Linked DNA regions of Tachysurus vachellii: region 1 is linked to region 2. A link is a contact called in public Hi-C data. All regions are on one chromosome and are shown on one strand. Each heading gives the region's core, a stretch centred on a gene start, on an enhancer-like site or on the middle of the called end of the contact. The rest is flanking DNA. Distances are from core to core; before and after follow the strand shown. Region 1 holds the start of cry2 (cryptochrome circadian regulator 2). Region 2 holds the start of zgc:101566 (Transmembrane protein 263-B-like).

Region 1 (6,524 bases), core at 927-3,426, 170 kb before region 2:
GCGTCTCCTGATCCGCCGGACCCAAACATGCTACTGATAACAAAGCACAGAATATCAATCTGTGTGTCAATCTTTATGTCACCCAAATGAGAAAGAGGTTCCCTTCTGAATCTGGTTCCACTCAAGGTTTCTTCCCTTATATCCTCTCAGGGAGCTTTTCCTTGATGTCGTCGCCTCCGACTCGATCATTTTGGATAGGTGTCATAGTTATATAGTAACTTAAATTTAAACTTTAATTTTTTTTTATTTTATTATGTTTCTGTGCTTCGGTAAAGCTGCTTTGAGACAATCTGAATTGTTTAAAAGCGCTATACAAATAAATTAAATAGAATCAAAAAGAGTCTGAGCGAACGCACATACTGTACAACAATAAAACTGAAAGGCCACAACACAGAATTTCATACAGGCAAAAGGTACAAAATTTATGAACAAAAAAGTATGAACGGAAAACAGCTCAAAGGCAGATTTATTTTTCGATACACCAAAACTTATTCCATAGTTTTTTTTAAGGATGGCGTCATCACACATGCAACAGACAGGAAACTGCAATTTTTTTTTAATGCATTTTTAATTGTTTGATAACAGAACAACAAAAAAATGTTTATGTTTTCGGGACAGACTCTTACACCAACACAACCCTGATCAGGATAAATATGTTATTAAAAATGCATGAGAAGTTACAATAAGGATGGAGAGAGACAAAAAACAAACACACCTTGAACAGTCTGGGAAACACATCCGCGGGCTGCCCTCGCACCACAAACAGCCTCGAATTTAATTTCCTTAAACTCGTATCCAGATCTTCTAATGACTCCAACAGAAACCTGTAGAGTTTATAAACAACATGGATTAAAAATATGTTTAAAAAATACATCAGGTGTATTGTTATAATCAGTGATGATCTGGTGCAGCCTCATGTATAATAATAATAAAAATAATAATAACACTCTGAAATTTATTATTTTATAAACATGTCCACACAGGATACTTTACAATTATTATTTTTTAATTAAAAAACAAACAAACAAACAAAATTAATTTATGCAATACAAAACAAAACGCATTGAAACGATGCAGTGATTCGCCTCGCAGCCGGAACTACTTTCAGAGCTGCCATAAAAAAACGAATCAGTATTTTTTGACAGCGTTGTGTTTAATAAAATAAAAGAAACACCACCGATCAGGTTAAGACGCAAAGCTATAAAGTTATAATCGTCACTTGTGTGTTCTCAGTAGTCAGAGTGAGGCTAAAACGCCGACATTAAACAAGTAGTTCTTGTAATAAACAGCATGACTACCCGACACGTGTGGTCGTGTTCCAAAAACATCCTTTGTAGTGCGCGAGGGTTTACACATCCGGGCACTTCTGAGTGTGGCATGAACCTGAAGAATTGGCTCACGTCAAGCGCACTTTTGTAAAAAAAAAAAAAAAAAAACAGTACGCGATTTGAGACACGACCAAACGTTGTTGTTATATTGTTATGCTAGTGTCCTAACCGGTTAGTGACGCATGTTGACTTATTTACTTCGTCTTTTTGGTAAATCAATAAATTTAGGCTATATATAAATATATATTATATTATATTTATATTTAATTGGTTGCTGTGGTTTTGTTTTAATACAAATGATTTAAATTAATAAATTATCAGAAATAAAATTTACATTTTTACCTAACCGTTTTTTTAAGACTATATGCGTGATTTCTTCTTATTAATACAGCAAACGGAGCATGAAACACAATATTATAACACAATCTTTTCGAAAAGAGTTAATGATTCGTTATAGTTTAGAAGACTGACTGCAGGTGTGTGTTAGCTGTTAGCCGTTAGCTGCTGAGGGAAGCTTGTGTGTGTAACAGATAAATCAGCTCACCTCCAGCGGTTGACACCGACGTTTGCAGCTCCAGCGAACCACGGATCCAAAACATAAACACAGCGCGCGGTGTCCGCGCCATTTAACGCCTCCTGTAACGCGGGATTATCATGAAGTCGGAGCCCTTTTCGGAACCAGTGCACCGAATTCACCACCATGATCACAAGCTTAATCCATCCGAGCACAAAAACAATCGTTTCGAATATGATCACCAGTCAATAATTGACACTTTCTCCAAACCGCTCGCTTCTGTGTGCCTGTGCAGTTTTCATGAAGTTCCAGCTCACGTTTTGGTTCAATCCCAAACGCCGTCCTGATCCCTATCCTAGTGCACTTCGGTGCAGGCAACGGAATAACGGCTTCGCCTTGTGCGTAGGTACCTCGGTTATCCAATAGGATGCGGTTTGGGATACGGCCGATAACTCGGGCTGCTGACGTAACACGGCTTGCCCACTTTCTCCGCGCTCTCATTGGTCGGTAAAGCAGCACGTGCGCAGAATATTCAAATAAGACGGTGAGCACGTTAAGGGATGCAGACTTTGGACGCTCCGCACGTGTCAGCTTCACGTTCCTGTAGTGTTCTTGTAAATAACTGTTTAACTTCTAAAATAAAACCCCGCATTGCCATAATGCTTCAGATGATAAAACCGAACTTTGTTTATGAATAATATGTATTTGTGTGTTTTTTTTTATTTTAGATCAATCAATCAATCATTCAACTAACCAATCAATCAATCAACTAACCAATCAATCAATCAACTAACCAATCAATCAATCAATCATTCAACTAACCAATCAACCAATCATTCAACTAACCAATCAATCAACCAATCAACTAACCAATCAATCAATCAATTATTCAACTAACTAATCAATCAATCAGTCAACCAACCAATCAATCAAAATCAAATCAAATTTTATTTGTCACATACACATACATACAGAGTACGACATGCAGTGAAATGCTTTTTACTTCTGTCTGGTATTCAAGCATAAAAAGGAATGGAATTAAGGATAAAAATAAAACCAAAAGGAGGTAGATAAATAAAAAGTATAAACTATATAAAACATGAAAAATATATGTATATACATAAATGCGTATGGTTTTAATGATTGTCCTTAAAGTGTCCATGTGCAGTATGGTATGCATAAAGTGTCATAGTGCAAAAACAGGTTGTGCAGAAAAACAGTGATCTCGCTGTGGATGGTACGTTCAGCTGACTGCATCACCCTCTGTAGGGCTCGCCTATCCTGCATGGTGCTGTTCCGGAACCAGGAGGTGATGCTCCCCGTCAGGACGCTCTCAATGGTGCAGGTGTAGAAAGTCTTTAGCACCTGAGGGTAGTTTAAAGTCCCTTAAGCGTCTCAGATAGTACAGGCACTGCCAGGCCTTCTTCACCAGGGTGTTAATGTGACAGGACCAAGACAGGTCCTGTGTGATGTGAACACTTAGGTACCGGAAACTGTCCACTCTCTCCACTGCGGATGTTTAGTGGTTGGTATGACCGCTTCTGCTTTGTGCTCAAGTCCACTGTCAACTTCTTAGTCTTGCTGATGTTCAGGAGAAGATTGTTCTCCTGGCACCATCTCTCCAGGTTTTTAGTCTCCTGTAGGTAGGCCGTCTCGTTGTTGTTGGAGATCAGGCCCACCACAACAGTGTCGTCAACAAACCTGATGATGGTGGTGGAGTTGGAAGTGGCCACACAGTCATATGTGTACAGTGAGTACAGCAGGGGGCTCAGAACACAACCCTGGGGAGCTCCAGTGCTGAGGGTGAGGGTGGATAAGGTGTGTTTTCCCACCCGTACGGCTTGTGGTCTGTCTGTCAGGAAGTTAGAGATCAATTGACACAGCAGCAGGCTGAGTCCCAGGACCTCCAACTTTAGATCCTGGGACTCAGCCTGCCGCTGACCCTTACTGACCACATTTTCTGGGTGAATTTCCGCCCCTTAGTGGTATTACTCAAGATATCTCAGATGGTTCCAACGGGAATGGGAAAGATATTAAATATTAAAAAATATTAAAACTTAGTTTATATTTTTGCCTTTCTAATTCATATTTTAATATACCAATATCCTCTGTATCCTCAGCCCCTCCCACTCATGATCTGCTTATGCAGAGCCTTACACACTGAGATACTATGAAGCCCACGAGACACTTTTGCAGTGTTTGTGAGGTTTCAAATTTAAATATAAACAGAGAGATTTTTAGAAAATATTAGTGATATTGTTAAAAAAAAAAGAAAATTTACACTACATTAAAAGTAAACATTAGCATTGTTTAGGACTGGGGCTATTAAATCGGGGGCTGTGTTGTACATCTGAGGGTCTGCAGTTTTATACATCAGAATGTAAAACTGTGAGTGACAATGATTAATTCACTGCCCAAACACGAACAAATGCTAAAAAGAAAGTGCATATCCAAATGAATGTGTTATGTACAGTTGGGGCTGTGAGTAATGAGATTATTGGAAATTCATTGCTCAAACACAAACTAACAAACTAACAAACAACCTAAAAATACATTTTCCAAAATCTTCATGTCTAATGATTGAAAATTAATCTATTTAGATACGTACTTTCTTTCTTTTTCTGTCTGCAACATAAAACATATGGAAGCTCACCTGGTGGTTTTAGATTCAGCCAGTTTCTAATCCCTTTAAGATCAGACTTTAAGATCAGGAGAGTGGAGGTAATGTAGAAAGGGCAACACACAGCTACTCAGAATCCACAATCACATAAGCCAAGCTAATATCTCTATAGGATCCACAGGGAAGTTTCAGTAGACACAGGAGGAAATTAGACCAAATAATAGTATAATATATGTATTGTATTATAATACTAAAATATAATTAAACTCCCAGAATAGTGTATTACAGATCACGCTGAGTAATAAAATGAATTGTTATAATTTAAAATGGATGTACAGGTGTATTATTATAAGTCATACCAAGTCATAATTATAAGAACCTTGTTCACATGTGTTTAAATGAGATGGAGGGAATTAGAACAGTGAGGTTACAGGGGGCTGAGGTATTTATAACCATCCAGTGTGATGGAGAGAGTGTGGAAATGAGTGTTATATTATTAGAAGGATGTTGGAGATGGAGCTGCCAGGTAAGAGGTCAAGAGGAAGGCCAAAGAGGAGATATATGGATGTGTTAAATGAGGACATGAAGTGTAATTGGTGTGAGAGTAGAGGATGCCGAGGATAGAGTTAGATGGAAACTGATGATTCGTAGTGGCGACCCCTAGTGGAAAAAGCTGAAAGTAAAAGAAGCTTTTAAATCATATTTCTGGAGCAGAAATAAGGAGAGCACAGTATACTGAAATATATATATATATATATATATATATATATATATATATATATATATATATATATATATATATATATATTTTTTTTACGGTATGTCTAGACAGTATTCAAGGAAAGCCGTACTTTATCCACCTGTAGTGAATTCTTATTTGCAAGCGAGTCGGCTCTTTGAATCGACTCGCATATATGAGCCACTCCGCTAATTTTCGCATTTTGTTATATGTAGATGTAGGCCGTGACGTTATTTATGAAATGTGGCTTATCCTTATGCTTCAATAAAAATCTATTTTCAACATCCGAGCTGGTTGTTAGTGTGTTTGATTCACCTTGTGTATGCATCATGTATTATTCAATACAATGCATTGCTAATGCTATGTTGTTTGTTAGAGTAGAGTAAAAAACAGTAAAAAAAAAAAAAAAAAAAAAAAAACCTTTATGAAGCAATTTTAGACAAATCACCAGGCAAAAATATCACGAAATTCAAAATGGTCTGTTTGGAATCCGAAGAATCGGCTCTTGTTTGCTGAGGAATCGGCTCTTACTGGTGAGATGAGCCAAATTGGATTCAATGGTAAGAGTCAAATGCTGTAGACCTTTAGATGGCGCTGTAGTCTTATAATTTGTCAGATTTAGGCTTAATGCATCACTTAAATCAAATACGCAGCAATTCACAGATGTTCTGGATCTTTCCTCTTTGTGAGCGTGCACAGAATAAATATTAATAAACATCAACACGCAGGGATAAACACTACACATGAATTGTCAGTATTAAATAAAGTGCATTGATTAACAAATTAACAAATTGCACATTTCAGATAGTGGTGAGGATTGTGGATTAATGCTGCCTGTGCTTTTATGTTTGTTCAATTAATGTATTGAAAAATGAGTTGAATTATTTATTATCAGTATGTAAATACACAGATACATGGGAGATAATATCCAGTCTAAAGCATAGCTGAGAAATTAAAGATTAAGAGCATTTAAGGTTCATCGCTATCATAACAACCTACTGACCAGTAAAGCAGAAACCATACAAACGCTGTGTAAGTGTCTGACCACCATCAGTGCATTTGTGAGTACTGTTTTCAACAACGTTGTGTTCACTGTGTGCTTCTTAGCCAGGGGCTTATATTAGGGCTACCTTAGGGGTTTATATTAGGGCTACCTCAGGGGTTTATATTAGGGCCACGTCAGGGGCTTATATTAGGGCTACCTCAGGGGTTTATATTAGGGCCACCTCAGGGGTTTATATTAGGGCCACCTCAGGGGTTTATATTAGGGCCACCTCAGGGGGGCAGAGTTTCCTCACCTTTGATTATGCACAAAGCCAAGCT
Region 2 (7,146 bases), core at 1,286-3,785:
TGTCAGTAGTGTCTGAGTGTGTGAGTGAATGAGAGTGTGTGTGTGCCCTGCGATGGGTTGGCACTCCGTCCAGGGTGTATCCTGCCTTGATGCCCGATGACGCCTGAGATAGGCACAGGCTCCCCGTGACCCGAGGTAGTTCGGATAAGCGGTAGAAGATGAATGAATGAATGAAAGGGCTCAGCAGTGGTGGCTTTGTGATCCTTGGATTTGAACTCACAACCTTCCGACCTCAAGTCCAACATCTTAACCACTTCCGTGGATATGTAAGTTACCATCTATTTTGAAATTCTTTTCAGAGCTCTGAGCTGTAGAGATTGTGGAAAGTTTTAGGAAAAGAGAGAAGATTGGAAGATGGAAAGTGCCGTACCTTCTGGTGGATCTTCGCGCAGGTACGGTGGGAGGTCATCGCTGTTGGGATCGGCGGGTGATGTAGTGCTCTCGTCCATTACGTCCATCTCGCCGCTGTCTGTGCTCGGGCCCTGCAGGAGCATCGGTCACCATGACCAACAGTTCAGCCAAAATAACACAAAATGACACAGGCTTCCCCAAACACCAAAATGTCTACCAAGGGTCAAGGTTTTTTTTTTTTATATAAATATTATAAATTCAGGCTTTAATCTGGTGTTGACATTGATGCCCCAGTGACTTGAGAACTGACTGTGTATTGAACAGGTTCTATATCCTGACATGCTTCCTTTCAAAAACAGGAAGTGCTTGATCGATTAAGAACCTCAGCCAATGGCGTGTGAGATACACCAAGCCCCATGAATAGAAGCAGACTTATCAAACTAGTTAAATATGATCAACAGTTCAAGACTAACGTAGAGGATTTCTGTAGATGTTCTGTCCTAAATACAGAGATGCTGTGTAGTGTCGAACAGAAGCACCGCAGATGATGGGAGACTTATAACTTGTCTTGAGTGTTATGTTTAGAATTCATTTTTAACATTACACTACTAGGTCAAATAATACTATTCGCACGTAGTGAAACAAAACTGCGTCCTCAAGCAGGTCAAATTAGCTGTATTTCAGCAGTAAAAGACTCTTTTCTGAAAACATAACTCTCACATAACTGCCAACTTGCAAAAAATATGAAATAAACACATTCCTATCTATTTTTACTCCAGCATGGGAGTGTCGCAACAGAGAATACTGTGGGGAGAAACACAAAACATATCCAAAAACCAAACCACAGCAAAAAAAAATAAAAAAATCATTTGCTGTTAGTAAGCTGCTGCTGTAGAGCAAGAACCGCCGTGGGCGGGACATAGACGTTCATACGCATCCCGAGCATTCGATTAGTCGAAACCAGATCTGGTACAGGATGAGTCACTGTGATAATCGTATCGTTTTCCCGGATGTAAATGGCTATAAACTTAAAACTATTTGCCCACATATACTACAGTATGTATGCACCTACTGTATATAGAAAGTACCTTATTAACACAACAGCCACAACAAGGCTCACAAGTTATCATTAGATTAAGAACGAATAAACGTTTAGATACAGTAAGTCTTCAACTTAGTTACCGACTGAGGCTGAGATTTCTGTATGCAAAAATACATGTATGGTGGTTATAATTAAACTAGTGACAAAATAGTGTCAGTGTGTGTGCAAGACATCACTGTGTTCTGTAAGATCCTTCTTTTTATTAGAGACAAGAGCGCGTTAGACGTATCACACACACACACACACACACACACACACACACACAAACAAATGTGTCTGAACATGTCTTGGGCTGAAAGACTACACTTTAATAAAGTGTAGTGTAGTAAAGTGTAGTAAAGCATTATATTATTCAGTCTGGGTAACAAATAACAAACACAATTACTCATCAATGCTGATATCTCACATGTCAGAGACAAGAGCAGACAATATGGATATATATATATATATATATATATATATATATATATATATATATATATATATATAAATAAAATCTATGACAATATAAACATCATTAACTAGGAGTACATTTTGTGTATTATTATTGGGTGTATAGATCAGATCAGATCAGATCCCCTGGCTTTTAGAGATTATATCACAGCTTGTGTCCCAAATCCCTCCCTCCACCCTACAGTAGTGCACTACGTCTCACATAGTGTCAGTTATCCTTCCTAGTGCACTTCATTTCCAACAGGGCCGCAGTGTGAAGTGAACCCATTGTGTCAATATGGTAACACTATATCCCTGTGCATACAGCAAACAACACTGAACAAAAACATGCACGGATATTTTCTGTAAATATATATATATATATATACACTTTATGGCATTAAGTGAAAAGTATCAATGACACCTATATTTATATTTATATTTATATTTATTAGTGACGCAAAGCCTCGTAAATACGAGCAAAACAACTCAGACTGAGACTCACCTTCATAACTGAAGTCACTGGTAATAATAAGGAGCGTCTTTAACGTGTCTATAACACAATTATAACATAGAAATAACCAACTGCACAAAATAGTGCCTAAGACCTTCTAGCTATGTTTTGCAGCTGACTGTAACAGGAAGTGACGTGTAGGATGTTTACGGAATTATGAATTATAAAGATTCTTGTTTGTCGCTAGAGGGCACCAAAGTACCAACTACTGTTAAATATAAACGCTTTACTTTTCTCTTTTATTATTGTTTTTTTTTCTTTACAAATAAAATTTTATTATAATTAAATTTCAATTTATATATTTGTGTGTGTATGTGTATATATATATACACATACACACACACACACACATACACACACATATTGTATAAATTCGAAATGTATATATATATATATATATATATATATATATATATATATATATATATATATATATATATATATATATATATATATATACACACACACACATACACACACAAATATATATTTTTGATCAACATGATCGACTTCCTGGAGTTTGTTGCAGCTGTTCATCTGGTTTTGAGAGGAAACCTGAAGGATCGGCTCGAGGTGAAGAGCATTATTAAAGTAAGAGAACTGCTCTTTGCTTTAATATATTTTGAACACAATTAATTTAAGTCACTTTGAATAAAAGCATCTGGCAAATGAATCGGAGTAATGTGATGTCGTGGTGATTCATTCACGTACGCTTCTCAGATCATTTGGAAGCCGAAGAAGAAGAACACAGACATGATACCTGATGAAGAGTCTGACAGGGTATTTGAGCGTGTGGACCTTAATAAAGATGGTAAGTGGATGTGAGTTGTCAGTATGACAGATACTTAAACTCCATAACATGGTAACAATTAACATTACAATTAAACTATAAACTAGACGAAAGAATATTGACTGTATATAGAGACTTGATTATCTTGTAAAAGATAAAAGCAATTTTCTTTATAGAGTAGACTAATAGATAGTACACTATTTAATCTCTACCTCATGCTAAAAAACATCTTGTTTCTAGGTTGTTGTCAGGACTCATCCCGTCTGTTTATGTCACGTATCTGCCCCGCCTTTGTTTACTCCTCCCTGTTCCCTATGTATTAATCGTTATGTCTATTTAACCGGAATCATCGTCAGGGTGTTCGTCAGTGTAACGTCAGTGTATTGTGAATGTAACGTTATTGTTTTGTACTGTATAGTTTTCGTCTGTGTTCCTGTTTTATGTCTTATTATTTATTAAACCCTACTCATTTGAGGCTATCCTGCGCATGGGTCTGTCTTCCTCCTCCTGATGTGACAGAATGATTCCGCGCAAACTCGGACGTTGCTCCATTTCTGGTTCCGTCCGAGGAGGACGTTGCCTCACTTCATCCGCGGGGGGGTGTTGCAGGCCCTGCAGTGGTGGACGTCGCTCGGCCTTCAGCTTGGCGGTGGACGTCGCTCGGCCCTTCAGCTCAGTGATGGACGTCGCTCTGCCTTCAGCTTGGCGGTGGACGTCGCTTGGCCCTTCAGCTCGGTGGTTGACTTGCTCGGCCCTTCAGCACGTCGGTGGGTGTCGCTCCCCCAGGTGCCTCTATGTGTGCCTTGCTCCCCCACCTGCCTCGCCATGTGCCTTGCTCCCCCAGCTGCCTCGCCATGTGCCTTGCTCCCCCACCTGCCTCGCCGTGTGCCTTGCTCCCCCACCTGCCTCGCCATGTGCCTTGCTCCCCCACCTGCCTTGCCGTGTGCCTTGCTCACCCCACCTGCCTCGCCGTGTGAATTGCTCACCCCATCTGCCTTGCCGTGTTCCTTGCTCCCCCCTCCTAGACCTCGTCGGGATTGTCATTAAGACAGGTTTGGTGCTTCGGGAGCCGCGCCTCGAGGGGGAGTACTGTCAGGACATGTGTGTCTGTTAATGTCACGTGTCTGCCCCGCCTTTGTTTACTCCATCTCTACACACCTGTTCCCTATGTATTAATTGTTATGTCTATTTATCCGTGCCGCGTTGCCAATGGCAGCGCGGAATCATCGTAAGTGTGTTCGTCAGTGTATCCTCGTCCTTTATCCTGTTTAGTTTTCGTCTGTTATTCCTGTTTTATGTATTATTATTTATTAAACCCTATCATTTGAAGCTATCCTGTATCTGGGTTTGTCTCCCTCCTCCTGGTGTGACAGTTGTACTGTTTTTTTATACATAAATAGTTTTAGAAATAAAACATTTTTATACATAAACATATACATATGCTTAGTAATATATTTACATGCTTTAAGCGTTTTTTCTGGATACTCCATTTTCCTCCCTCAGTCTAAATACATGCACTTAAGGATGATTGGGATGTCAAACCCTCTGTGAATGAGTGTATGAGTGTGTGTGAGGTTGGAACATCATCCACGGTGTCCTTCACCTTGTTCCATAAGTCTCCTGGAATAGACTCCAGGTTCCTGGGACCTTGTGCAGGATAAGTGCTGTAGCTACAGAAAATGGATGGATGGATGGATGGATGGATGGATAGGAGAGGCTCAGGGCAGCCTGAATAATGTTCCAACTCGACACACACTCATTTATCCATCCATTCATCCATTTTCATACACAAGGTCAAAGAGACACGTCCATATATTATGTCCTTCGCTTCAGCTACAGCCCCACACGAATCATGGAATAATTTCATTACATTTCTTGGTATAGATTTTCAAAGCGACAGTAACAGTGAAAATAAATAAATTAATTCTGAAGATTCTATATTTCTCATATGCACAATTCAGGTAATCTATATGTAGAGATAATGGCAGGAAAATAGTGCACCCCAGGACAGGCATCTCTGCACCAGCAAAAAAAAAAAAAGAAACTGATATTGGACACACACACACACACACACACACACACACACACACACACACACACACTCACATATATATAGAGCTTTAAATGCAGAACTGTTCACAAATGATTCTGCAGCAACGGCTCCTAATGAAGATCCTTCAGATATGTCATTCATACACTGTATTAATGGTTATGTAAAAATATTTGTGTTGATTTACCTCAGATGGAGAATTATGTTCACACATAATCCTTAATAAACATGTATACACTGCAGTGGAAGTGGAAGTGCTTAAATATTTTATATCATCACACCGTTTATGTTCAGTGGAATCCCACGTTTCCTAGAAGAGCCTTGAGGGATTTCATTATGATTTGATTTATGAGCCTCCATATGGCTGTCGAGCTAGAGCTAGAGCTAGAGATACTGTGAGCGTAAAAATTGGTTACTTGTGTAACGTTAAAGGAGCATAACGAATGGTTCTTCCGTTTCAGATTAGATATCTCTGTCTGAGTTTATGCTTGGGGCACAGAAGGACGCCTGGCTCATGGATCTGCTTAAACTGGATGTGCGGGCTTGCAGCTGGTTCAGACGAAACTGGAAGAAAAAGAAATGAAGAAAAAAAACTGGCTATGACAACCCTTAAAAGTTAAGGTACAGTGGACAGCCTGATCTAGGAATCAGATCCTTCTTCCCTGCTGATGGTTAGAAGATGCATGAGGTCCAGTATCTGACTGGAGCATAGCTCTAAGTGTCCATATGTGACAACGGAGCAAACACAAGGAGTAGATCTTCAAACACAGTCAAATTCCTTCTGAAATTTTCATGGAGATGGAATATTTTGTCCAAATAAGCAACAAGTAAAACATTAATCCAAGCTCATTGAAGATATTTTTTCAGTTTCTTTTAACATTTTAACCAATGAATGAATATTTCGGATATGGCTTGCAAGGTCTTGTTTATATCTGGGTCCACATGACTGAAGAGATGACTGATGGGAATCTGTGCATATTTTTAGTTTTTGATCATACAGATGGCCAACATTCTGTAGACATATTGGAAATTTTTTAATCGAAAAATATTGGAATTATTTGCTGCCACTGAGATCTCAGTTTATTCTTAGTTTGTTTCAGAAGCTGCTTCCTAAAATGAAGTTTCTTGTCTTTGTGCGGTTTGTCTTTTTCAAATACATCACATAACTAAACCACATTTTTTTTGTATTTTATTCTGCTGAATGTTCAGCCGGGGGCACGGTGGCTTAGTGGTTAGCACGTTCGCCTCACACCTCCAGGGTTGGGGGTTCGATTCCCGCCTCCGCCTTGTGTGTGTGGAGTTTGCATGTTCTCCCTGTGCCTCGGGGGTTTCCTCCGGGTACTCTGGTTTCCTCCCCCGGTCCAAAGACATGCATGGTAGGTTGATTGGCATCTCTGGAAAAATTGTCTGTAGTGTGTGATTGTGTGAGTGAATGAGAGTGTGTGTGTGCCCTGCGATGGGTTGGCACTCCGTCCAGGTATATCCTGCCTTGATGCCCGATGACGCCTGAGATAGGCACAGGCTCCCCGTGACCCGAGAATGGTTCGGATAAGTGGTAGAAAATGAGTGAGAGTGAGTGAGTGAATTTTCAGCCTAGTTCTTCTTTTGGCTGCATATCATTCATCTACTCATATATCATTTTGTTATAACCTCTGACAGGAACATAGCATGGATCTAAACAGCAGTCTGCATGACAACAGTCTATGTTCTTGCAATGTTTACTCAGGGATGTTTATTTATTTATTTATTTTACCTCAGATAACAACTGCAGAGCCCAACTTTTATTAGCATTAGCATACTATATGTCACACAGCCCACCTTCAGCCCTTTATGTCTAATAAAATGGCTTTTTATTTGATAACCAATTTAGTGCGAAACTAAAAAAAAATTACATGGAAAATCTCAAA

Evidence for each region. Hi-C and Micro-C count contacts between places; a contact is called where the count stands out from the background.
Region 1: a Hi-C map of muscle shows a contact between it and region 2, with 2.9 times the contacts expected there. The contact joins the promoter of cry2 here to the promoter of zgc:101566 in region 2. A contact is called at or near these places in 2 of 3 Hi-C or Micro-C datasets (blood and muscle).

The regions. Positions count from the first base shown.
Region 1 is chr13:5,191,116-5,197,639 of HZAU_Pvac_v1, reverse strand. It overlaps cry2 (cryptochrome circadian regulator 2), which reads right to left and starts at 2,176. Exons shown (of 12, transcript XM_060884820.1): 1 at 1,873-2,176; 2 at 716-824. The coding sequence starts at 2,030.
Region 2 is chr13:5,018,793-5,025,938 of HZAU_Pvac_v1, reverse strand. zgc:101566 (Transmembrane protein 263-B-like) reads right to left here and starts at 2,535. Exons shown (of 3, transcript XM_060885174.1): 1 at 2,391-2,535; 2 at 371-482. The coding sequence starts at 2,396.